Linked DNA regions of Mus musculus: all the other regions are linked to region 1. The links are chromatin contacts, called in public Hi-C, HiCAR-type, HiChIP or PLAC-seq and promoter capture Hi-C maps. All regions are on one chromosome and are shown on one strand. Each heading gives the region's core, a stretch centred on a gene start, on an enhancer-like site or on the middle of the called end of the contact. The rest is flanking DNA. Distances are from core to core; before and after follow the strand shown. Region 1 holds the start of Cpped1 (calcineurin-like phosphoesterase domain containing 1). Region 2 has its middle 67 kb from the start of 4930414F18Rik. Region 3 holds the start of Litaf (LPS-induced TN factor). Region 4 holds the start of Snn (stannin). Region 5 holds the start of Txndc11 (thioredoxin domain containing 11). Region 6 holds the start of Zc3h7a (zinc finger CCCH type containing 7 A). Region 7 holds the start of 2610020C07Rik (RIKEN cDNA 2610020C07 gene).

Region 1 (2,831 bases), core at 243-2,742:
CATCAAAGTGGACCTGGCCTCCAGGTTCTTCCAGCAGCCTCAGTTCCTACCTGATATAGGGTATGGCTGGCATATCCCACCCTTTACCCTGAACACTCCAGCCCAGAGGCTGGGCTGCCCTTCCCCCCCCCCCCAGGGGCTCTTCCCTATATAGTCCAGACATTTTGTTACCCAGCCTTTTTGTACCTTTGGCCTCCTGGCTGCTGCACCTGGTTCTTTTCTTCCCTCCTTCTCCTTACCCCTTCCCCTTGCCCAGTATTAGATTTTCACAGATGTCTCAGCTTTTGGCTACACTCTCCCACAGATAAGCTTTCTCCTCCACCACACCTAGGGGGAATTCATATCCTTTCCCTTCCTTTTTATTTCTTTTTCTTTCGTTCACAACTAGCTGGGGACAACTTCCAACATGAGCCTACGGGAGACATCTTATGTGCAAATTACAACATCATCTAACTTTCTCACCAACCCAATAACCCTAGGTATTGTTATTGTTCTCATTTGACAGGTAGGAAAACTGAGGTGCAGAGCAACTAATTTTTAAGATCATACCTAAAGTAAGTGGTAGTATTAGGATAAACCCAAGTAGCTGAGACACAAGCTCATTTGTATTTCTGTCCTAAATTGCTAGGACTTATATCTGACTCTAGTTCAAGGTCATGGGACATCATCCTAGCTCTGTTAACCATACGAACATTTCAGGCTTACACTTGTTGAGAAGAAAATTTAGCAACTTGGCAGATCCTAGGAATTCCCCTGTAGTGCTTAATAAATGTATCCTCTTTTTGGAGATCTGAATTTAACATTTTCCACCTCGAAATCTGGATTGCTACCAAGTGTGAGGGTTGTAGTCCAGTGTAACGGCTTTTGAGTTGGATAGATTTTGTCTTGCTCACCTGCAGCTCTTAGCTTTCAGGAGTTGTGTCTCTCTCTGAGTGTCAGTTTCCCCATCTGACAAGTGCAGTCAATGAGGTAACAAGCAAAACACAAAGTACTTCGGGCAATGCCTGTTACCCAGCAACAACAGTGACAGAATGACAGTGGCAATGTCCAGGCAGTCAAGATGCCTTAAAGACTCTTGAGATTATGGTGGGCAGTTTGGAAGGGTTGCAACATAAAACTTAGGACATCAAATTGAAATGGAATTTCAGATAAACAATATTTTAAAAATAACTGCTTAAGTATCTCCCAAATACTGCATGAGATATATTTAAGCTAAACGTGGGTTTTGTTGGGTTTTTTTGTTTGTTTGTTTTTGTTTTGTTTTTTCCTATTCTTGTTAACCTGAAATCCCAAATTATGAAGCGGCCCGATGCGTGTTACATAAGACAACTCCAGGCCTCAAAGCCTCAACCCCCAGTCTGTTCCAGTGAAAGTTGGATCCTGACCCCGGGAGGATCCCACTAGGGGTGGCAATCTCCGTGTTCTGCCCAGGCAGTACTAGCAGCACCCAGAGCGGCCCCGCCCCGCCCGGCCCTCCTGGAGGGCAGGTTCCAGAAGCTGTTCCAGGCGGGGCTGCCGGGTGGTGTGGAGTCGCTCCCTCCTCTCACAGAACGTGCCCAGGCAAGGCCAGTCGCTCGCCATGTCCGCTATGGAGGCGGCGGATGTTTTCCACAGAGCCCGGGGCAGGACCCTGGACGCGTTTTCCTCAGGTACTGCTTGGCTCTTCGCCTGGGAAGGGGGGCACTCCAGAGCTGCAGAACCTTCCGCGAGGGGAACCTTCCGGTCGCGGGCGCTCACTTCTATCCGGATCCCTTCGTGGGTTGCACACAGCACCGGGGACCGTTGTCGGAGTTGTTCCTCCCTCGCAGTGTTGGGTGCTTCGCTGGCCTTGACTTGACCTTGCAAACCACAAACTTAAAAAATAAAGCAAACAAACTAAACAGAAGCGGGGCGGAGGTGGCAGAGAAGTGAATGACTGCTTGGGCTCTGCTACGGGGCCTGTCTTCTCTCTTCCTTGGCAAGCTTCTGCGGGGCAGCTGACAAGCGCTGTGTGTGTCAGGGGCTGTCAATTGTAGTGAGAGTGTTTTTATATCCAGTTGCTTACTGTAACCGTAGAAAGGGAAGGCATTCTGGTCCAGGTAGCGTTCTTGGAAGTTGGGCTTAGATAATCTGACCCAGTCTTGCCTCAAAGGGAGCGTTGTTAACACATCAGACTATTTCTGTAACCTTGGGTGTGGAACACATGCTGGGTGTTAAGCAAATGATAGGCCCCAGCAACTCAGAGGATACCGGATTGGTTCCTGTTTCCCTGTGTTTCCTTTGGATCTTTGGGGTTGATTCTTCTCTGGCACTTGGCTTAGAATCACAGGAACGCTCGCCTTGTTATCCAGCCTCTAATTTGCCTGAACTGCTCTGAAAAAAGAATCAGGCCCGTTCCAAACCCGGAGGGCCTTGGCACCTGCTCTCCTCTGCTCACCTGGTGGGACTTGGAAGTCTGGCACCTTCTCAGCCTTCACATCCTATTTTCAGGTTCATTTCCTCAGACTTACCTCTGCCTAGCTAGCCAAAGAAGATCAATCCTACAGTTCTCTGCTAGGCCTTTGTTTCTTTTCCCCTCCTTGCAGTTCAAGGTTCTGCACAGGTGCGCACAGCCAAAAATCCACTGATGGTGGACTGGGGAAAGTCCAGTCTGCAGTGTTGCCATTTTCTACAGATTTTAATGTGTCTTAGGTTTTTGTTTGTTTGTTTTCCCAGCCTACATGTTTTTGAGATGCCTCCTATTCTAAGTAGTTCTCCTTCCTTCCTTCCTTCTGAACAGTATCCCATTGATTGCGCATTCGTGCTGTATGTTTTGTTAATGGATGTGCTGAGTTTTACCAACTTGGTGTCTT
Region 2 (2,831 bases), core at 216-2,715, 990 kb before region 1:
CAGAATATAGGACATGTTATATTAGGTTATGAAAGCATTCAGTTCCTGTTCCAAGTGATCTTTTATCTCCCCTTCTTTTGGTTAACCAAGAGGGGAAGCTGGGTGCTATTTCCTGAGTGTCTCTAGAGAACAGACAGCGCGGAAGGTGACTGTGGAAGCCTCAAGCCACATGAATGAGCTTACAAGGAGATTTTTCAACTCCATGCAGTCTTGAGATGACTAGATGGAGGCTGCCTGAACCTTTATGAAAGACCTCAAACTATCTAGTTGAACTGTTCCTATATCCTTGAATCTTAGAATATTGGCATAATAATAAACATTTGTGGGTTTAGCTTGCTAATGATGCAGTATGGAGATAACTGGTTATACAAGAGGTGACCAATAGACATGGCTAAATAAAATGTTCATTTGTGTTAGTGTTTGCAGCCTGCTGGATGGGAAACACAAGCTGACTGCAACAAGGGTATTATTCCCATGCTGTGCATACAGAACATATGACACTAAAGAGAGTAGCCCTTAAATATAAAGGGTCTGTCTAACTCAACATGACAACGATCAGTTATCAGGAAGAAAAATGGGTGTAACCTTGGCCAAGTCACTCAGTTGGTTCCTTCATTTATAAAGTTGGAGAAACCATGGTTTTTCTTTTATAGGGACGTTGGAGTAGTAAACAACACCAACACCACCAAACAACACCAGCAAACTCCACATTACTGTTTGTTATGTTAGAAAAAAGGGTGTTTTCCAGAAAGTTATAAAGTAGCCAATAAGACATTTTATTTAGTCCAAGAGGTGCTAGATCACTGTTCCCGTCTGGGCTGCTGACTCAGGGGGGAGGTTCTTCCTCCTCTGTTAATTCCCCCCAAAATACCCACTGAACCAGCCAAGGTTAATCACTATAGAAAATGTCTGCATATCATTTGTACTCAGTTGACTGAATAAGGCTTGGAGTGAGAGATCAAATGGCACAGCAAGGTGTTATGATGCCACGAAGGTGTCTACTTGCCTGGGCTGGAGGTGGTCAGGGATGCTGTGTGATGCCTGGCTGGGCTGGAGGTGGTAGGAGATACTGTGTGATGTTTGGTGAGGTTGGGGTGATCAGGGATGCTGTGTGATGCCTGGTCTTAGTTCTGAACAGGGACTAACTTTTATATTACACACCAGAAGTTACATTCTCATCCCTGTATAAAACTAACAAAGGTTGTGGATGGATAGATGTGAGGCATGAAAGGAAGAGAGAGAGTCCTTGGAGCTAAGTTTCTCAGTTTCAGTATCTAAAGCTTGAGATGCTATTGAGGGGGCTGTGGTAGGGAAAGCAGAGAGGGGATAGGACTAGGGAAAAGAAAATGCAGGGGGAGGAGAGAGGTTTTTTTTTCTGGAATGTGGGGTCACTTGGAGCAACCCTAGGGTCCTTTTTGGTAGTTATTTCCCACTGGATTTCAACCAGAAGATGTCTTTGTCTACAGAGGCTTAGCAACAGAAAAACCAACAGCTGTGTCCTCCTTGGGGACAATGCCTGACCTCAGAGGGACTGTGGATGCATCAGACTTATTTTTAGATTCTTCTCATTCTTTCTCCATGGCAATGGGGAAGTCTGGATGAAAAATTCTGAGGCTGAATGCATATGGCTGAATGAAAACCTTTAATTAAGAGTTAAAGACTTTAATCTGTCTGTAACTTGGTTTTATTCCTAAACCCTGCAATTTTAAAAGGGGGTTTAAATTAATGAGAACACAAGATGACAACTGATACAAAGCCATGGTTGTGTCGAGCCAAAGTAACTGTGGTCTCGTTGGCAGTGACAGGCTCTACCCTTCAAACCACAGCAATAAAAAAGTAGCTCTTTTCCTCATCTGAACCATGAAGTTTTTCTCCACTTCTGCCAATTTTGCTGACTCTATGAGGAGAAATATATTCTGTCCCCTCCCCTTGGCAGACACACCACATACTGCTGTCACATCCACCTGTATCTTTCTCTGCCCCCTTCCTCCTGAGTACTCCAGATGAGCAATCCAAAGGAAATAAAACCTCAGTCTTTTTAATGCCACCGAAAGAAGGCAGTTAAAATATGCACACCGGCTGCCTCAGCCTTCCCCTGCTGCTGTGAAAATAAAACACTCCTGACAAAGGGTTGATGCGGGCTCACAGTTCAAGGTGTAGTTTCTCTTGGCCTGGCACCCAAGGTGGCAAAAGCCTGAAGCCGCTGATCATGTCCAGGCAGGTCAGGGAGCAGAGAGTAAGCGCTTGCTCACATGGCTTTCTCCGCTTACAGTCAGGGATCCCACGGGATGCTCCTGCCCATGATTAACATGGTTACAGTAATCAAGATGACTCCCCACAGTCATTCCCAAGGTCTATCTCTTGGATGATTCTTTACTTCATCAATCACCCCAAGATTTTTTTTTTCCCCATGATCCGGTGTCCTACAATTTTTCAGAAACAAGCAGCAGCGTGGGCAGGAAGGAGTGTGGTAGTTAGAATGCCGACTACTGACATGACACTCACAGAGAAAGCCCGTGGAGTTCTCAGGTATAAATAATTCAAGGTTTGGAACCGCTCACCTTTGGACCCTTTGGAAGCTTGTGCGGTGAGGGAAAAGGAAATTGCTGAGACAAGCAGGAGAGAGGCCTACTCACTGGCCTGGACTTGATTCAGCCAGGAGAGCAGCTGCTAAGTGCAGAGTGGAATGAGGAACCTGCCGAGGTAGGGAAGAGCTGGGAAGGAGGGGTCCCTCCCGACACACAGAACTGGCTGTGGATGGGCACAGCTGCCATTCCCATCACAGAGCTGAGGATTCTCCTTGGTACAAACAGCATTGTAGAGGCAGCTGA
Region 3 (2,831 bases), core at 117-2,616, 920 kb after region 1:
AAACCCTAGGAACAGCATGTGAGGAATACAATGGATAAGCCTCACCCAGGGAAAAGCAATTACATGACCATAATATGGTATTTCCTTTGCCAGGTGTGCTCCATTATACTTTTTGGTATAGAATCTCAATTGAACCAAGGCTCTCCAGTTCTGTAGTCTGGCTGCCAGCAAACAACAGGGATCTTCCTATCTCTCCCATCCCAGCACCGAAATTACAGAGGAGGATTTAGGAGGCAGGGCCTATCTGCTAAGGGTGGCCATTGAAGGTTAACTCTATTCCTTGTCTCTGATCACTCCCTCTTCTCCAGCCTGGTCTACTGTAATGTGAGTAGCATCGGCATAGCTTCAGCTGCCATAATCTCAACAGCTTTGCCAAATCTTTCCCACGGAGATGGACTGAAACCCTCTCACACTGTGACCCAAAATAAACCTTTTCTTCCTGCAGCCTTTTCTGTCTGCTACTGTGCTCACATTAAAGCAAGGGGATAAAATGTAAGCCATGCATGGTAACATACACTTTTAGCCTCAGCACTAAGGAGACAGAAGCAAGCAGATCTCTGTGAATTCAAGGCCGGGTGGGGCTACACAGTGAAACACTACTGTGAGCTTGTGTGCGCTCACGTGTGCGTGCACCCCCCCACCCCCCCCACACATGTACGTTGTAAGAATGTTTTTTTTTTTTTGTATGTGTGGGATGAGTTGAGACAGGGTCTCATTGTGTATCTGAGGTTGGCTTCAAACTTCCTATGTCTCTCAGATTAGCCACATTTTTTTTGAGAAACTGTTCAGCCGTAAAATGTGCTGGGCTTGTGGCACTATACTCATTTATGGGCCGCTGGGTATGAACCCTGTTTTCATGCATGCTAATGTTAGCCCTCTAACAGCTGAACTGCAGTCTGGCTAGTTTTTGTTTTTTTGAGACTGGTCTCACTATAAAGCCTTAGCTTGCCTGGAACTGTTTTAGATCAGGCCGATCTTGAATATACGCCTCTACCCTCAGTACTGTTCATCATATAATTTTATTCAAATTATAAACTTTCATCAGCTACATAACATACAAATGTTGTCTCCCATTCTGTAGGTTGTCTTTATGCCTTGACTTTGGTGGAGGTGTAGTTGTGGCTGTTAGAAACAAAGAATAATCTCTCCCCTCCCTCTCCCAGGCCTCGCGGCTCCAGAGTCCGCCTCCCGCCCGACCTTTTGGCCCCGCCTCCGCGCGCCCCGCCTCTCGCCAGCCCACTCAGGTCGTAGCTTCATCCCTACTCCTCCTGCCTCAAGGCTGTTACTCCTCCCCTCCTAGACCCCACCCCATCTGGCCCTTTCCAGCAAGCCACGCCCCGAAACATCTCCGCCCCCGGCTCGCCCTGCCTCCCCGGAGCCCTCCCGGCCCGCGCGCGCGGCCAGAGCAGACCTCCCGGCTCGACTGGCGGCGCGGGCAGCGGTGAGTGCGGCCCTGCTGGGTGCCCGGTGGGGAACACCAGATTCGGGGCGCTGGGCACGGGGCGGCAACAGAGGCGAGGGTCGGGCTTTGCCACCTGCCTAGAGTCCCGGGGCACCGCGCTCTCCTTGGGGGGCGAGCAGGGATGTCGTGGGACCCGGGGTGGCGCGCTCTGGGCGGGATTGAGGGCGAGGGGTCCCAGCAGTGCGGTTGTGTTTGGTTCTCAGTCTCGGACTACCCAGCTTCCGTCCGAACCTCACCAAATGATGCCCCTCGGGCTTATAGGAAAAGGCGCGACTTTCTCTAGTAACCTTTAGTATCTAAGTTGCGATTTGGAGAACGCCCCTGTGTGTACTCTGAAAGCAAAAGCGAATAGAGAAAAAGTAGAGTAACTTTCCAGATGCTCTTTAGCTGTTCCGGGCCCACGCGTCTTTTGCTCTTATCCCTGTGAGTTTCACACGGGTTCCCAGACCGGTGCGAGCGTATCGGAGAGCAGGGGAACTTCAGGATCGCGGAGTCTAGAGCCCAGGCGAAGGAGGACGTGACCCCCGCCTGTCCTGCCAGCCCAGTTCTTACTTCCCAGTGGTTTCCAGGTCCGTGTGGGTCTAGACGGTGCTTTTGATCGTCATTCGGTATCGTGCCCCCAGCTTTCCGTTGAGGTTTAAGAGGAAGAGGTGAGGAGAGCATGGGTGTGTTTTAGAAAGGGTCGTTTGGACATTCCCTACCTAATACTTTGTCGGGTTTGTGCTTCCGGAGAGTGAAGCTGATGTCATTCTCTGTTGGACTGAGCGGTAGTCATTGGGAAATAGTTTGTGGAAGTCACGGGGCTCTCTAAGCTCATCCCCTTTTTGCTGTTTTGAGACGGTCTTAGATAGTCCAGGCTAGCATCCCAACTCCATATGTAGCTGAGGCTGGTCCTGGACTTTTCTGCCTCCACAGTGTTGAAATTACAGGGTTGTGCCACTGAGCCGCTCCTCCAGCCTTTTCTGAATTAAACCGTCCTCCCCTGAGTGAGCTGAAGCTGGTTCAGGGACTCCTGGACTCCATATTGGAGTCCTTTGAAGGAAAATCATTTCTACCACTAGGTGCTTGCCTCCTCTTCTGCCCTCCGCTCCAGCCTTCTCAGATTGGCTCTTTTAAAGTAGAACTAATGCAGAGAGAAAGGAGCTGAGTGGTATCACTAATTCCTCCAGCGATTGGCTTTATCAGTTGGATCAGGATCCAGAGGGTGTGTCGCTTGCCTTGCCTGACCTAGAATAACACCCATACTTCATCTTCTCAGCCAATCCTTGTTCTGCCTTCTAAAGGTGTTCAGGCCAGCTCAGAAATATTTGTTGTAGATCTACTTACTGTGGGAGAGGCCCATTGTCCTCCTTCCTATTCCACTAAAGGC
Region 4 (2,831 bases), core at 198-2,697, 840 kb after region 1:
CAAAGGCACCATCACCGAGGGCTTCTGCCATCCAAGAGCTTAGATGGAGGACCAACAGCAACAGGAAAGAAAAGGGAACATCTATCATGGCTGTGCCCATTGTCCTCTCCCCTCCCCTTCCTCCTCCAGAAGAGAAATCTGCTCCAGATGCCACCCTACTCCCAGTTCTTATGCCAGGAAAGGAAACTAAGACTAAGAAGTTTGGGAACTGCCCGAGGTGAGCTGCAATCTCATAGTCCAAGCCTGAATTCTGCCCCCACTCGTCAGGGTCCCATCTGGCCATACAACTCTGGCGGTGATATAATAGTCGATGCTGAAAAGTTCCTTGATGCCACACTTTTGAGCTCCAACATCTCATGTGGATCTCTCCAAAACTTCTGCATCAAAACAATCCTAGAACCGAATGACTGCTCTTCCTACTTGACAAATAATCTGTAGCTTAGAGAAGTTAACTCGGTCCCCAAGGTCACACAGTTTAAAAAGTGGAGGTGCAGATACCCAGGAAGCCCCGATCCTAAATAACCGATTTCAAACCTGATTCTAAAACGTCATATGTCTGACCTGTCTTCTTTCTCCTGAAAGCTGAGCACAATGAGTCTGTGTTTGACCCCTCCTTAGGAGATAGTCTAGGTGACCTGGGTCGAGAGGACTGGACACTAATGACAAGCGTCCCAGCAGCTCCCGCGTGCTGAGCGCGGGCGGTGTGCAGGCGCGGTGCCAGGCGACGCCGCGTCTCTCCCACTCTATCGAAGGAGCAAGGCGAGGCGCTAGGGAAGTAGGGGCCTGTTCAGGGGGCGACAGCTGAGGAGGAAACGACAGCTGAAGACAAATCAAGTCCGCCTGACCCCAGTTTTTTTCCCTGGGGGGGGGGTCCCAGAGACCCATTCAAGCCCACGCCGCGCAATCACTGCCGACCCGACCTGGGACCAAACGCTGCGGCTCAGCCTCAGTCTCCCCACCAATGAAACGAGCGCCAGATTTTCCCTGGGCCCCCGTTCCCCTCGATCCCATCTTGACCACGCTGGGGCGCTGCCAGGAACCCCGTCAATGCGGAGTGAGTGTTCCGGGCAGCCCGGAGGATCCGCGCAGGACATAGAACCGTGGGTCACGGAGAGGGGCAGATGCCCAGCCAAGCAGCCTCCGCCCCCCGCTACCTCCTTTGTCCCAATCCCGCGGCGGAGGACAAAGAGCCCCCGCCCGCGCGCGGCATCTGCCGCGCCGACCCGCCAGCGCCGCACCCCGATCCATCCGGCGCGTCCCTTCCCCCTACCCGCCTGCTCTGCCCATCCCTGCTGACCATGTCGCGGCCCGCAGTCCTGTGCAATTAGCCAGCAGCAGCCCCGCCGCCCCGGCTCCGCCTGCGCGCCAGCCGGGTCGGCCGCGGAGCCCTCGCCAGACGCCAGAGCCCGATCAGCAGGGGGCGAGGTGCTTGGGCTCCGCCCTGATTGGGGGCGGGGCGCTCTGGTGCGACCAACTGGAGATCGCGCTGGGACGGCGGGGCGGAGCGGAGCGGGCTGGGTGGAGTCACGTGCGCTCTGGGCCCGGAGGCGCACAATGGGCAGAGGGAGTGTAAGCAAGGGGGTGGGTAGTGTTTCTCAGCTGGCGGCTCCCGGAGCTGGGGCAGAGAAGGCGGGAGGCCAGGCTTCCTTGAGCGCTTATTGGGTGCCGGCAGTACTGGGCCTGCGCCTGGCGTCCTCTTTCTTCGAGGGTCAACCCAACGACAGAGGGGAAACTGAGGCGCACAGCGGTAAGAGTGTGATACACCGCCCGGAGATTACAGGCAGAGACGAATGATTTTCTTTCCTTTTCTCATCTTTTCTTTTCTCTTCTTTTCTTCCTTCCTTTTTTCCCCTTCAATTCCATCATTATCCTTTCATCTATCCACCCTTCTGCACTGATCATGTATCTTGCTGCGCCCTTGAGCCACTAGCCAGACAAACCAGGTCCTGTCCTCAGGGATGCGGACTCAATAACCTCTTAGTTAAGCCTTCACCAAGTGCCGTACTCTGTTCAGTCCACTCAACAACATCAAAAGAACGCCAAATAAAAACATACCGACCCATTTGACATGAGGAACTCAACACTCCAGAAGACTTAAAATACTCTGATGTGCTGTCCTGGAGGCAGGATTTGAAGCTAGACACAACTGGCTAGGAACACAAAGGTGCTAATTGGTGTACTGACTGCCCCCCAAAAAGAGTCTGAGAGAGGATGGGACACTCCGTGATGGCCACCAGGAACTCCACAAAGAGTTTGAAGACCTCTGAGGCCCAAGGTACTTGGGAAGCCAGGAAGAAATAACTTGGTTGGGGCAGATAAGACTGGGATATCCCCCTGGGAGCTGGGAAGCTAGGGACTGCTAACTTTCTTAAGGTCCTGCACACAAGCTGAAGTGTGGGAACTCCCTCACTTCACCTCAGCAGAGTGATTCCCCTCCATACCTCTCATCCTTTGGCCCATGTCATTTCTTTTATCTTAAACGTTCTTCCACACCATCTTTCAGATCTCAGCTTCACACCCTTGCTCTCTTTCCCAGTCAATGGACTTTCATGTCCATTGGGAAATCGTGTTTTCTAAGGGCATCTCATTAGCTTTCAGTCTCCGTTTCAGGACTAAGACTGAATCGTTCACTGGTGAGCCTACAGAACAGTCAGTACACAGTAGGCTCTTTATAAGATATAATGAATGAATAGTAAGATGGCAAGGCTGTCTCTGCTGCTGAAGGACTGGGCTGAGGAAGTAAGCTGGCTTTGGTGTAGAGAGGCAGAAGGAAGCAGGGCTCTGGGCCAGCTGCCGTAGAGCCTAGAGCCTGATGGCTCTGAACAGCTCCT
Region 5 (2,831 bases), core at 146-2,645, 770 kb after region 1:
ACCAGTGCTCTTTTAATCACTGAGCAATCTCTCCAGCCCCACATAGGAAACATTTGATCTAGATTATTTTGCCCTCCCTACCAACTTTACAAAAAGATTTTATTTTTAATTATATGTGTGTGTACCTTGGAGGACATCAGATTACCTGAAGTATGAGGTAGTTCACTACCTGTAATTTAGAACCAAACTTGGGTTTTCTGCAACAGCAGTATTCTTACTACTGAGCCTTGTCTCCAGCCCCAACCAAAACTTTATTTTGAAATAGGGCCTTGCTAAATTTCATAGTCTGGCCTTGAAAACTCTATGCAGTCCTGGTACAAGTGGTCCTCTGGTTTTCTCGAGTGGTTGGGACCACAGTTGTGTGCCACTAAGCCTGGTTTAAAAAATTATACACAACTCATATAAACCTAATTTTGGGAGGAAAAATGAAGATAATTCACCCTGTATCTTAGGCTGGCCTTGCATTCTTATTGCTTGGAGGCGTGAGGCAGACAATGTCCTGACTCCAATACTTTCCAAACTTTAATCACGTCTGCTATGTTTCTGTGGATTTGCCCATCAAGCATGGGTCATAGAAATGGGATTACACAATATACATCCATCCTTTTACTTAGAGCTGGGTTCTTTTGTTGAATGTAATTACCACTTATCAGTACTTGTCTCAAGGTTTCTACTGTTGTAATAAACACATGAACAAAAGCTACTTGGGGAGGGAAGGGTTTGTTTTGGTTACACTTTACCATCATTGAAGGAAGTCAAGGTAGAATCCTGCAAGCAGAAACTGAAGCAGAAGGCATGCAGCGTTATTACTACCCCATTACAGAGCAGCCCGGTCTCCGTTTTATTACTGTGTCCTCCAGTCCTTCTCGCCTCTGCACGAGGCCTCCCCGCCCCACTTTCTGAAAAGCAGAGATAACAAACTGCACCCATGTCCTGAAGGGTCTGTCAACAGTGTTGACGCACTAGCGACAATCTGAGCCCTAACAGTACCCGGAAGGGCCGACCAACGGAAGGACTCGCTAAGGAGACACCACCAACTAGCTTCCGGACGCGAGGATGTAGCGTCAGCGCAGTGAATGAAGGACAAGGTCTAGCTTGAGTGACTGCAAGCCTGCGCAGAGTCGCTACAAGAGAGGCGGGACCGGTGGAAGGCTGACGCGGCCGCGAGTGCTGCGAGCACCCGCGCAGACTCCATGGGCTCGAGGGCGTGGCCCCCAAAGGGCGTGGCTTCGCGGGAAGCCGGCATTCGCGCAGGCTCCGAGTCGGAGGGCGGGGCATCTCTGAAGTGTGGCTGACGTGGAGAGTCCGGGTTAGTGAGCGCCGCTGGCTGCGAGGTCCGGGAGTGACGTGCGGGGCCGGGTCCCCGGGCCCGAGGTGGCGGCAGCGACGGTATAAAGCCGGCCACGGGGAGCATGTAATGTCGGAATGCGGAGGCCGCGGCGGCGGCGGCGGGAACAACAGCGAGGACGCCGAGGACGAGGGTGGCGGCCCCAAGGGCTCAGGCTCCCTCAGCCCTGCCGGGGCGGCGGCGTCCTTGGAGGGCCGGATCCGCCGCGGCTTGCGCGGCGCCTCGCTTATGGCGCGCCAGCGGCCAGAGCTGCTGTGCGGGGCCGTGGCTCTCGGCTGCGCCCTGCTCTTCGCCCTCAAGTTCACTTGCAGGTGAGGCTGCCGGGACTCAGGCTCCGCGGCCAGAGCTATGCCACCCCGGCTGCGCGGGGCCAGCTCGGGGCCTCCGGGGTCGAGGGTTGTTTGTCTTCCTCGGGGAAGTCGAGCCTGACCTTGCCTGCGACCACAGGCTTGACCTTCCCGGCGGCCGCGGTCCCCCACTCTCCTAGTTCGGCGTGGAGGCGTTTCCAGGGTGCTGCTCTATATCAATTATGTACCGAGGGCGTTTGGCCCTGTTTCTGAGCTGCTTCTCACCTGTTGGGGTCTCTCGGGGTGCACATGTCAATTCTTGCTCAGGCTATAATGCTCAGTTTTAATTCATTCCATTTTCCTTAATGCTTGCAGTGTGATGATTCACAAGCCATTTAGGGGTCTTAGTCGCTTTTGGGAATCCAGGCAAGCCTTTGATATACTGACAGTGCACGTTTGTACTGAGCACCCGTTAATGCTGAAGACAAAAATCCCCGTTCCCTGGAGTTCTCATTGAAGTGATGATATACAATAAACAAACACTTCAGAGACCTTAATAAGTGCTATGCAGGGAATAGAAGGATGAGGTTGGGTAGGGCAGAAAGGGCCTTCATAGGAAAATGGCATTAGCCACTTACACAAGGAAAGGAAGGGGCAGAGGTGGAAGAGCTGGGGTAAGAGCTATTACAAAACAGTTAAGTGCAAAGATCTGGAGTCTGAGCAAGCTTGGTCTTTTTGTGAAACTTGGAAAAGGCCTGAGTAGGCTGGAGTTTAGGAAGAATGGAAGCTAATGTGCATCTTTTCAGAAAATTGTGTAGATAGATACAAAGTTTATATTTCAATTATACTCCTTGCCTCAGATCATCAGTATATCATTTGACATTGCAGTTTATAAAATCTGTTATCACTTGACATATCCTCTTGGCACTTCTGTCCAGAGGGAGATTTATGTGGGCACAGATTGAGTGTAATGAACACAATATGAGATCCCTGAGGTCAAGATGGGCCAAAAATTAGGAGTTTTAGGGGGAAGAGACTCGTTTTTTTAGTGTTTGCAATGTGTTAGGTGCTATGCTAAAGTGTTTAAAGCCAACTAAAAGTGTTTGTCACCACACCTGGCCTGGAGTTTGAATCTTGAGCAACTAGACTGGTACTGTCTTTATAAGGAAAATACAGAAAGTATTTTACAAGGTGGA
Region 6 (2,831 bases), core at 120-2,619, 730 kb after region 1:
CCTGCTGCAGACTCTGGTCCTTTAGAACTCTTAAGTTTATGTTGTTTCAAGGCAACAAAAATGTAGGCCATTGGTACAGGAACAACAGGAAGTCCATACATTCTCATCAAGTTTCACTTTGTACTGGCCCAGTACTGACGACTTCCTGAGCTTACAGTAGCACTCTGGGTCCAGACAGAGTGCATCTCAGTGTCTTCCTTCTAATGTAAACTTTTCCCTCTGTCCCCAGTGGTCCTGGACCTGGGTATTTCTTGCTTCATAGCCAAAGAAGACCTGGAACTCCTATCCCCCCCCCCCCACCCCCATGTACTGCTATGACAAGGGTACCCCACCATATCCAGTTTATTTGGTGCTGGAAATCAAACTCAAGGCTAGGCAAGCACTTTGACAACTAAGTTACATCCTCAACCCCTTTCACTTTTCTGCTTGTCCTTTCTATATATCCGCCCAACGGCATGAAGAAACTTTCTAAAACTGCAAATTAGACCTTGTAATTTCCATCTCAGACACTGAATTCCAAATTTCATGCAGTGGCTCATCCTCTTTGAGCTTTCTACACACACACTTTGTCTTCCCTGTCCCTCAGCAACTTAGGCTCAGGATCTTTCCCACTGCCTGGAAGCACTCTCCCTTCTACTGCCCTGACTTGGAGCACTTTTCACATCTCCAGTCGCAGGGACTCAGCCTTACATTGTTCTGTCTGGGGTAATGTACACCTGACCACTGAAACACCGGTGAATACAGCGACATATAAGTTGAGATGAAGGCCAGGGAGAACAAGAGCTTGTGTTGGCTCTGAGATCCGTCCCTACATTCATTTGCAAAAATACCGCATTTTGTTTTCAAGATGATAAAAACAGTGACTGCGAGTAGGATAGGGAATTGAGGACAAGTTCCGAAGTGACGCTCCGGCGTCCGAATGAGTTTAGGTCACCTCCCTGTTCAACGCGGGTCCCTATGCCTGTCATTCATTTGAAAGGACACGACTGTATGGCTGTTTTCAGGGTGACGGTAACAGTATCGGAATGCAAAGCAGGACGCTCAGGATAAGTTACTGCAGAGAACAGATTCCGAAGGAAGTGACACCCTGGTGCCCAGATGAATCTAGGTCTCCTTCCAGTCCTACTTTGGTATCCAAGCGGTGTGGGAGAGGGCGATGATGCTGGGCTCAAGAGCTTGCGGTCTCTCACCCCCTTCCGTGTGGCCGCCCAGGGTTCCGCCTATCGCCGCCGCTTCCGCAGCCCCGAGGCCCCGACGTGGCGCCTCCAACCCCGGGCTGACACTGGCAACGCAGCCAATGGTAGCGTTTGCGGGGCGGCGCGCGAGGCCTCCCGCCGCCAGAGGGCGCCGCCCCGAGCGTCGCGGGCTGGCAGCTGCGGTGGGTCGCCCAGGGAAGCTGCGAGACTGTGAGAGCTCTTGAGCCGGTGAACGCACATCCCGCTGTCGCCTCCGCACTCCGCGCCCCTCGGCTCCTGGGTGCCGCCCCGCAGGTGAGGGAAGGGGACGCGCGGGCGTCGCGGGCAGGGTCGCGCTCTTCCAATCGCGTGCGTGCGCCGCGTCGCTTCGTGAGCACGCGCGGCCGTTAACGGACTTCAGGCGGGGGAGGGGCGCGGACCCCCGAACCGGCTGCACGGGCTCCTCGGGAGTCGTAATCCGGGCACGCGCGGCGGCCCCTGCCACCTGGACTGCCTGGCCGACATCCACGCACTAGCTTTTGGTGGTTTAGCATTTCGTTATTCCTGGGTGCTGGGTGATCGCGGGGCGTCCGTGTTAGTAAGTGTCTCGGTTTGGGGACGCTCGCGACGCCAGCTGAGTGCGCGCTCGCCGGTGTCGGGTTCGCCCCTTGCGGGTGTTATGCGCGGCCCACCCCGCGTATGGGTGGCGACTGGCTTCCGGTGTTCGGCCGGGGTTCGGAGACTGTACGAGGGTTCTCGGTTTTCCTTTCCCCACCCTTAAAGAATGGAGACCTGTCAGTTCCCATTAGCGGGAATTTCCGGTTAGGGGTAGTCAGCGCAGGGGTGTGGTCAGGTTGGAAGGTCCTAGCTGGGCCCAAGGGGTGGTGCCTGCGCTCTGACTGGGTGAATTTATTCCGGGGTTGGGCGTTTTTTGGGTCCCCAGATGTTAAGGGATCAAAGAGGGTCATAGTGTTAGGTATTTAAGACCAAGAGGGTCTGGTGTAGACCTGCGCTGTCCGATGGTAATGTGGCCACTGGTAAAGTGGGGTGGTCGAGCACTGGAATGTGGCAAGAATTGAGATTCACTTTTGGTTTCAATTTGTTTGTTTGTTTGTATGTTTGTTTCGAGACAGAATTTCTCTGTTTAGCCTTGGCTGCCCTGGAACTTACTTTGTAGACCAGGCTGGACTTGAGCTTAGAGATCTGCTTTCCCCTACCTCCCGAATGCTGTGATTTAAAAGCCGTGCCACCACCGCCCCACTCCGGTTTCAGTTTTAAAGTCTGATTTGAAAGATTTCGTTTGGGAGGAAGAAAAAGAACGAAAAAGATCTCCTTGGTAAACTCCTATGCTTAAATCAGCCAGTGTTTAGCAAGCAGTGTGTTATATACTTGAGGTGATACCTGTTGTGGCTACGTTAGAATTAAAACAATCTGTCCAGTTTCTTTTTACTATTTTAGTATGGCCACTTCGTAATTTAAAATGGCACGTACCGCCGGTATCGTATTTCGATTGGACAATGCTCTACTGGACTGGGGGAGGGGCTGGGCGCTCTTGCCATCTGCTCTTTTCCTGCTTCTTTTGGAAGTAGCTGCTTTTCATGGAGGTCTTGAAGGAATCCAAGGCTCTCTTCACCTCCGTTGAAATGATGAGCAGAG
Region 7 (2,831 bases), core at 111-2,610, 710 kb after region 1:
TACATAAAATAAAAAAGCCCTACTCCCAGCACTGGGAGGCAGAGGCAGGCAGATTCCTGTGAGCTAAAGGTCAGCCTGGCCTACAAAGTGAGATCCAGGGCAGCCAGGGCTGTTACACAGAGAAACCCTGTCTCGAAAAACCAAAAACGTCTGGTTCTCAAACTTGAATACAGGCAAGAGAACACCTAAGACCACCAATGCTCTTTGGAGTGTGTTAGCCTGCATACCTCAAGCCCAGTGTAGCAAGTCACTGCAATATGTTAAAAGTCCATCTTATACTAGATTCTAAATAGCCAAGTAGAAGCAGGTGCCAAGGACTTGTATTCTACAAGTTAAATTAGGACAAGGTCCTCCCTCAACAGACACTAGCAGAGCATGGTCCCTTCACAGGAGCACTTTTGGAAGACATCTGACAATGGAGAGCATTTTATTCCCACACAGCTAGCTGAACCTGTCACTATCCTTAACATTCACATAAAAATTTCTAAATAAATTATGTAACTGTGCCGGTACAAGGTGGGGGCAGGGGACTCGCTCACTCTTGTAAATCTAGCATCTGAGACGTAGAGGAGGAGGCTCACTCGGGTAACCCTGGGTGATATAGGAAGAGTTTGACTTAAGTGGGGGCGTATTGGTGGATGCTTTTAATCCTAGCACTCTGAAACCTGAAGCAGGAGGATCTCAGTGAGTTCGAGGTCAGACCTGTCTATATAGAGTTCCAGAATAGCCAGAATTGCCATAATAGAGACCCTGTCTCAATAATAGAGACCCTGTCTCAATAATACTCTGTCTCAATAGAGGCTCTGTCTCGAACTAATCGAAAATAAAAACTGGTGGTACTATTGAGAGCTCCCTGAACTGACTGAGAACAACCTCGAATACGGGGTATTGGGCACGGTCACCACAGTGGGCATGCTTGGCAACTACTCATAGGACGTTCTGGCGTATTCTCTCCTACACTAAAGTTATCCCTTCACACTCACGCAAGGTCTTACCTGGGCCGAAGCTCCTGAGAGACCGACTCATTTTTTCGTTTCTCGCGCAGCATCCCGCGCCTAGCGTTGGCAGTTTCTCTTTATTTCCTGGGAATACCACCAATTTGGGGAAACCGACGCCTGAAGCCAGAAAGGAATGGAGGAGCCACGGCTTCCCGCTCTGCAGAAGACAGCACGGGATTGAAGAGAGGGCTTTAGTCTCTCCTTAGGGCGCTCGCTCGGTGTCCTCCGGAAGGAGCGACAGGGTTTTTCAGGCCTGCAGCCTTAGAAAGAGTCGGAGGCAAAGGAGATGCTGCCGCTAGAATAACTCTGGGCACAGTCTACGACCGCAACACCATCTACCCAAGAGGGCGGGCCCAACATCTAATTTCGCGCCTCGCCGGAAATGACGTGATACCCCTCCCCCTCGCAGTGTTACTGACTGCTTTCCGGTTCCGGGCCTCCGGGCTGCGCATGAGCTCTGACTTCTACAGGCCTTCCACACGAGGCGACATGAAGGGCTCTGCGTCCGAATCTCCCAGTGCCTCGGTCGCTGAGGCGACCACCACCGACGTGCAAGTGACCCCGACCGCTCTTTTACAGCTGGACAGAGAGCAGGCGAGTGGCTTTTGGGGACGACGATTCGGGAAGCAGGGTGGTTAGGACCCGCGTTCGGCGCAGGGTGTGGGGCGAGAGGCTGGAAATGAAGTGGGCCCGCGACCGCGTGGGCTCTCCGGAGCTCGAGGCTGGCCTCTGGGAACGCACCCAGCGGGCTCGCTCTTCTCACACTTCTGGCCTGTTTGCCTCCTGTGGAAAGCGGGCTTCTGCGCTCGGTTCTGCAGCATCACAGGTCATGTGTCCGTGCACAAAGTGTTGGTAGCAGGGCCAACGCGCCTTTCCTGACCGCTTCCTTTCTCATAGAGGGCAGGAGAAGCTTCCGAATAGTCCTCTTACGTAGAAAGGACAACCTGTAAACAGATTTTGGAAGCAAGTCCTTAGATGTTTTAGACGGGTTCTTACATTGCAATGGGTACAAATTGTAATATCCCGATACGCTGATGAAATTTGCCCAATAGAAAGAGGAGCGCCAGGCTTTGTGGCGCACGCCTTTAATCCCAGCACACGGGAGACAGGCGAATCTTTTGAATTCGACGCCAGCCTGGACTAAGTATTCCAGGTTGGCCAGAGCTATATAGGAAAACCCTCTCTTGAAACGCCCCCCGCCCCCCAAAGGAGCAAAGGAAGCAGATATGTCTGTGTGGGAGCAATTAACATAGATTGAGAAAATTAACTTATTCTCTGTCTCTGCAGATTAGAAAGGCAGTGGAAGTAATATCTAATCGCTCAAAGTCCAAAAAAAACAATAATGAATTGCTGTTGAGTGGGAGCGAAAATTTATTTTTAATGGTGATATTATGGAAAATTCCAGAGAAAGAACTTCGGGTCAAAGTGTAAGTAATTATTTATCTCTTGAGAGTTGTTTGGTTGGATTTTTTTGTTTTTTGGCTGTTTTTTTTTTTTAACATTTATTTATTTTATGTATGTGAGTATACTGTTGCTGTCTTCAAACACACCAGAAGAGGGCATCAGACCTCATTACAGATGGTTGTGAGCCACCATGTGGTTGCTAGGAATTGAACACAGGATCTCTGGAAGGGCAGTCAGTGCTCTTAACCGCTGAGCCATCTCTCCAGCCGCCCACCCCCTTTAATTTTTAAAACTCAGAGTGTGAGTGTAAGAATGTGGGCCACATGTGTCCAGTGCTTGCAGAAGCCAAAAGAGGATGTCAGACCACCTAGACTGCAGAGATAAGAGGTTGTGAGCAGCCCAGTGTTGGTACAGGTGACAGAAATCAGA

Evidence for each region. Promoter capture Hi-C pulls out the DNA fragments that hold promoters and counts their contacts. A called contact is a pair of places that touch in the nucleus more often than the background predicts. HiCAR-type assays count read pairs that join an accessible place to other places. HiChIP or PLAC-seq counts read pairs in DNA pulled down with a chosen protein or histone mark. Capture Hi-C pulls out chosen DNA fragments and counts their contacts.
Region 2: a contact with region 1 is called in a HiCAR-type map of astrocytes, with 4 times the contacts expected there. The contact joins the enhancer-like site here to the promoter of Cpped1 in region 1. A contact is called at or near these places in 5 of 39 promoter capture datasets (cranial neural crest, embryonic stem cells, frontonasal cranial neural crest and 2 more) and 4 of 115 datasets of contacts at active chromatin or transcription factors (astrocytes, embryonic stem cells, neural tube and 1 more).
Region 3: a contact with region 1 is called in an H3K27ac HiChIP or PLAC-seq map of extraembryonic endoderm stem cells, with 3 times the contacts expected there. The contact joins the promoter of Litaf here to the promoter of Cpped1 in region 1. A contact is called at or near these places in 4 of 39 promoter capture datasets (hippocampal neurons, liver, pre-B cells and 1 more) and 2 of 115 datasets of contacts at active chromatin or transcription factors (extraembryonic endoderm stem cells and pancreatic cancer cells).
Region 4: a Hi-C map of uterus shows a contact between it and region 1, with 5 times the contacts expected there. The contact joins the promoter of Snn here to the promoter of Cpped1 in region 1. A contact is called at or near these places in 1 of 39 promoter capture datasets (liver), 2 of 484 Hi-C or Micro-C datasets (CD4 T cells and uterus) and 1 of 115 datasets of contacts at active chromatin or transcription factors (embryonic stem cells).
Region 5: a contact with region 1 is called in a promoter capture Hi-C map of liver, with 3 times the contacts expected there. The contact joins the promoter of Txndc11 here to the promoter of Cpped1 in region 1. A contact is called at or near these places in 1 of 39 promoter capture datasets (liver), 1 of 484 Hi-C or Micro-C datasets (erythroblasts) and 3 of 115 datasets of contacts at active chromatin or transcription factors (bone marrow-derived macrophages, extraembryonic endoderm stem cells and pancreatic cancer cells).
Region 6: a contact with region 1 is called in a promoter capture Hi-C map of liver, with 2.2 times the contacts expected there. The contact joins the promoter of Zc3h7a here to the promoter of Cpped1 in region 1. A contact is called at or near these places in 2 of 39 promoter capture datasets (the C10 cell line and liver), 2 of 484 Hi-C or Micro-C datasets (liver and nephron progenitors), 3 of 115 datasets of contacts at active chromatin or transcription factors (bone marrow-derived macrophages, extraembryonic endoderm stem cells and memory CD8 T cells) and 2 of 9 other capture datasets (adipose tissue and liver).
Region 7: a contact with region 1 is called in a promoter capture Hi-C map of liver, with 4 times the contacts expected there. The contact joins the promoter of 2610020C07Rik here to the promoter of Cpped1 in region 1. A contact is called at or near these places in 6 of 39 promoter capture datasets (the C10 cell line, the SN4741 cell line, frontonasal cranial neural crest and 2 more), 1 of 115 datasets of contacts at active chromatin or transcription factors (memory CD8 T cells) and 1 of 9 other capture datasets (liver).

What each region holds. Positions count from the first base shown.
Region 1 is chr16:11,908,084-11,910,914 of GRCm38.p6, reverse strand. It overlaps Cpped1 (calcineurin-like phosphoesterase domain containing 1), which reads left to right and starts at 1,492. Exons shown (of 4, transcript NM_146067.3): 1 at 1,492-1,649. The coding sequence starts at 1,580. All of the region lies in intron 2 of Gm9961 (predicted gene 9961), which reads right to left.
Region 2 is chr16:12,900,650-12,903,480 of GRCm38.p6, reverse strand. No RefSeq gene overlaps it. Among named protein-coding and RNA genes, the nearest start is that of 4930414F18Rik, 67 kb to the right of the region's middle. Within about 2 kb of position 1,465, at least 38 of the 459 cell types and tissues checked have an H3K27ac peak or open chromatin away from gene starts, as enhancers often do. A contact at or near this core is called in astrocytes, where this site is marked.
Region 3 is chr16:10,991,656-10,994,486 of GRCm38.p6, reverse strand. It overlaps Litaf (LPS-induced TN factor), which reads left to right and starts at 1,366. Exons shown (of 4, transcript NM_019980.2): 1 at 1,366-1,441.
Region 4 is chr16:11,064,914-11,067,744 of GRCm38.p6, reverse strand. Snn (stannin) reads right to left here and starts at 1,447. Exons shown (of 2, transcript NM_009223.3): 1 at 1,298-1,447. Gm9861 (a long non-coding RNA gene) reads left to right here and starts at 1,477. Exons shown (of 2, transcript XR_003951968.1): 1 at 1,477-1,747.
Region 5 is chr16:11,133,096-11,135,926 of GRCm38.p6, reverse strand. It overlaps Txndc11 (thioredoxin domain containing 11), which reads left to right and starts at 1,395. Exons shown (of 12, transcript NM_029582.2): 1 at 1,395-1,659. The coding sequence starts at 1,418.
Region 6 is chr16:11,174,879-11,177,709 of GRCm38.p6, reverse strand. It overlaps Zc3h7a (zinc finger CCCH type containing 7 A), which reads left to right and starts at 1,369. Exons shown (of 23, transcript NM_145931.3): 1 at 1,369-1,490.
Region 7 is chr16:11,201,912-11,204,742 of GRCm38.p6, reverse strand. It overlaps 2610020C07Rik (RIKEN cDNA 2610020C07 gene), which reads right to left and starts at 1,360. Exons shown (of 3, transcript NR_038156.1): 1 at 996-1,360. Rsl1d1 (ribosomal L1 domain containing 1) reads left to right here and starts at 1,451. Exons shown (of 9, transcript NM_025546.2): 1 at 1,451-1,592; 2 at 2,286-2,425. The coding sequence starts at 1,488.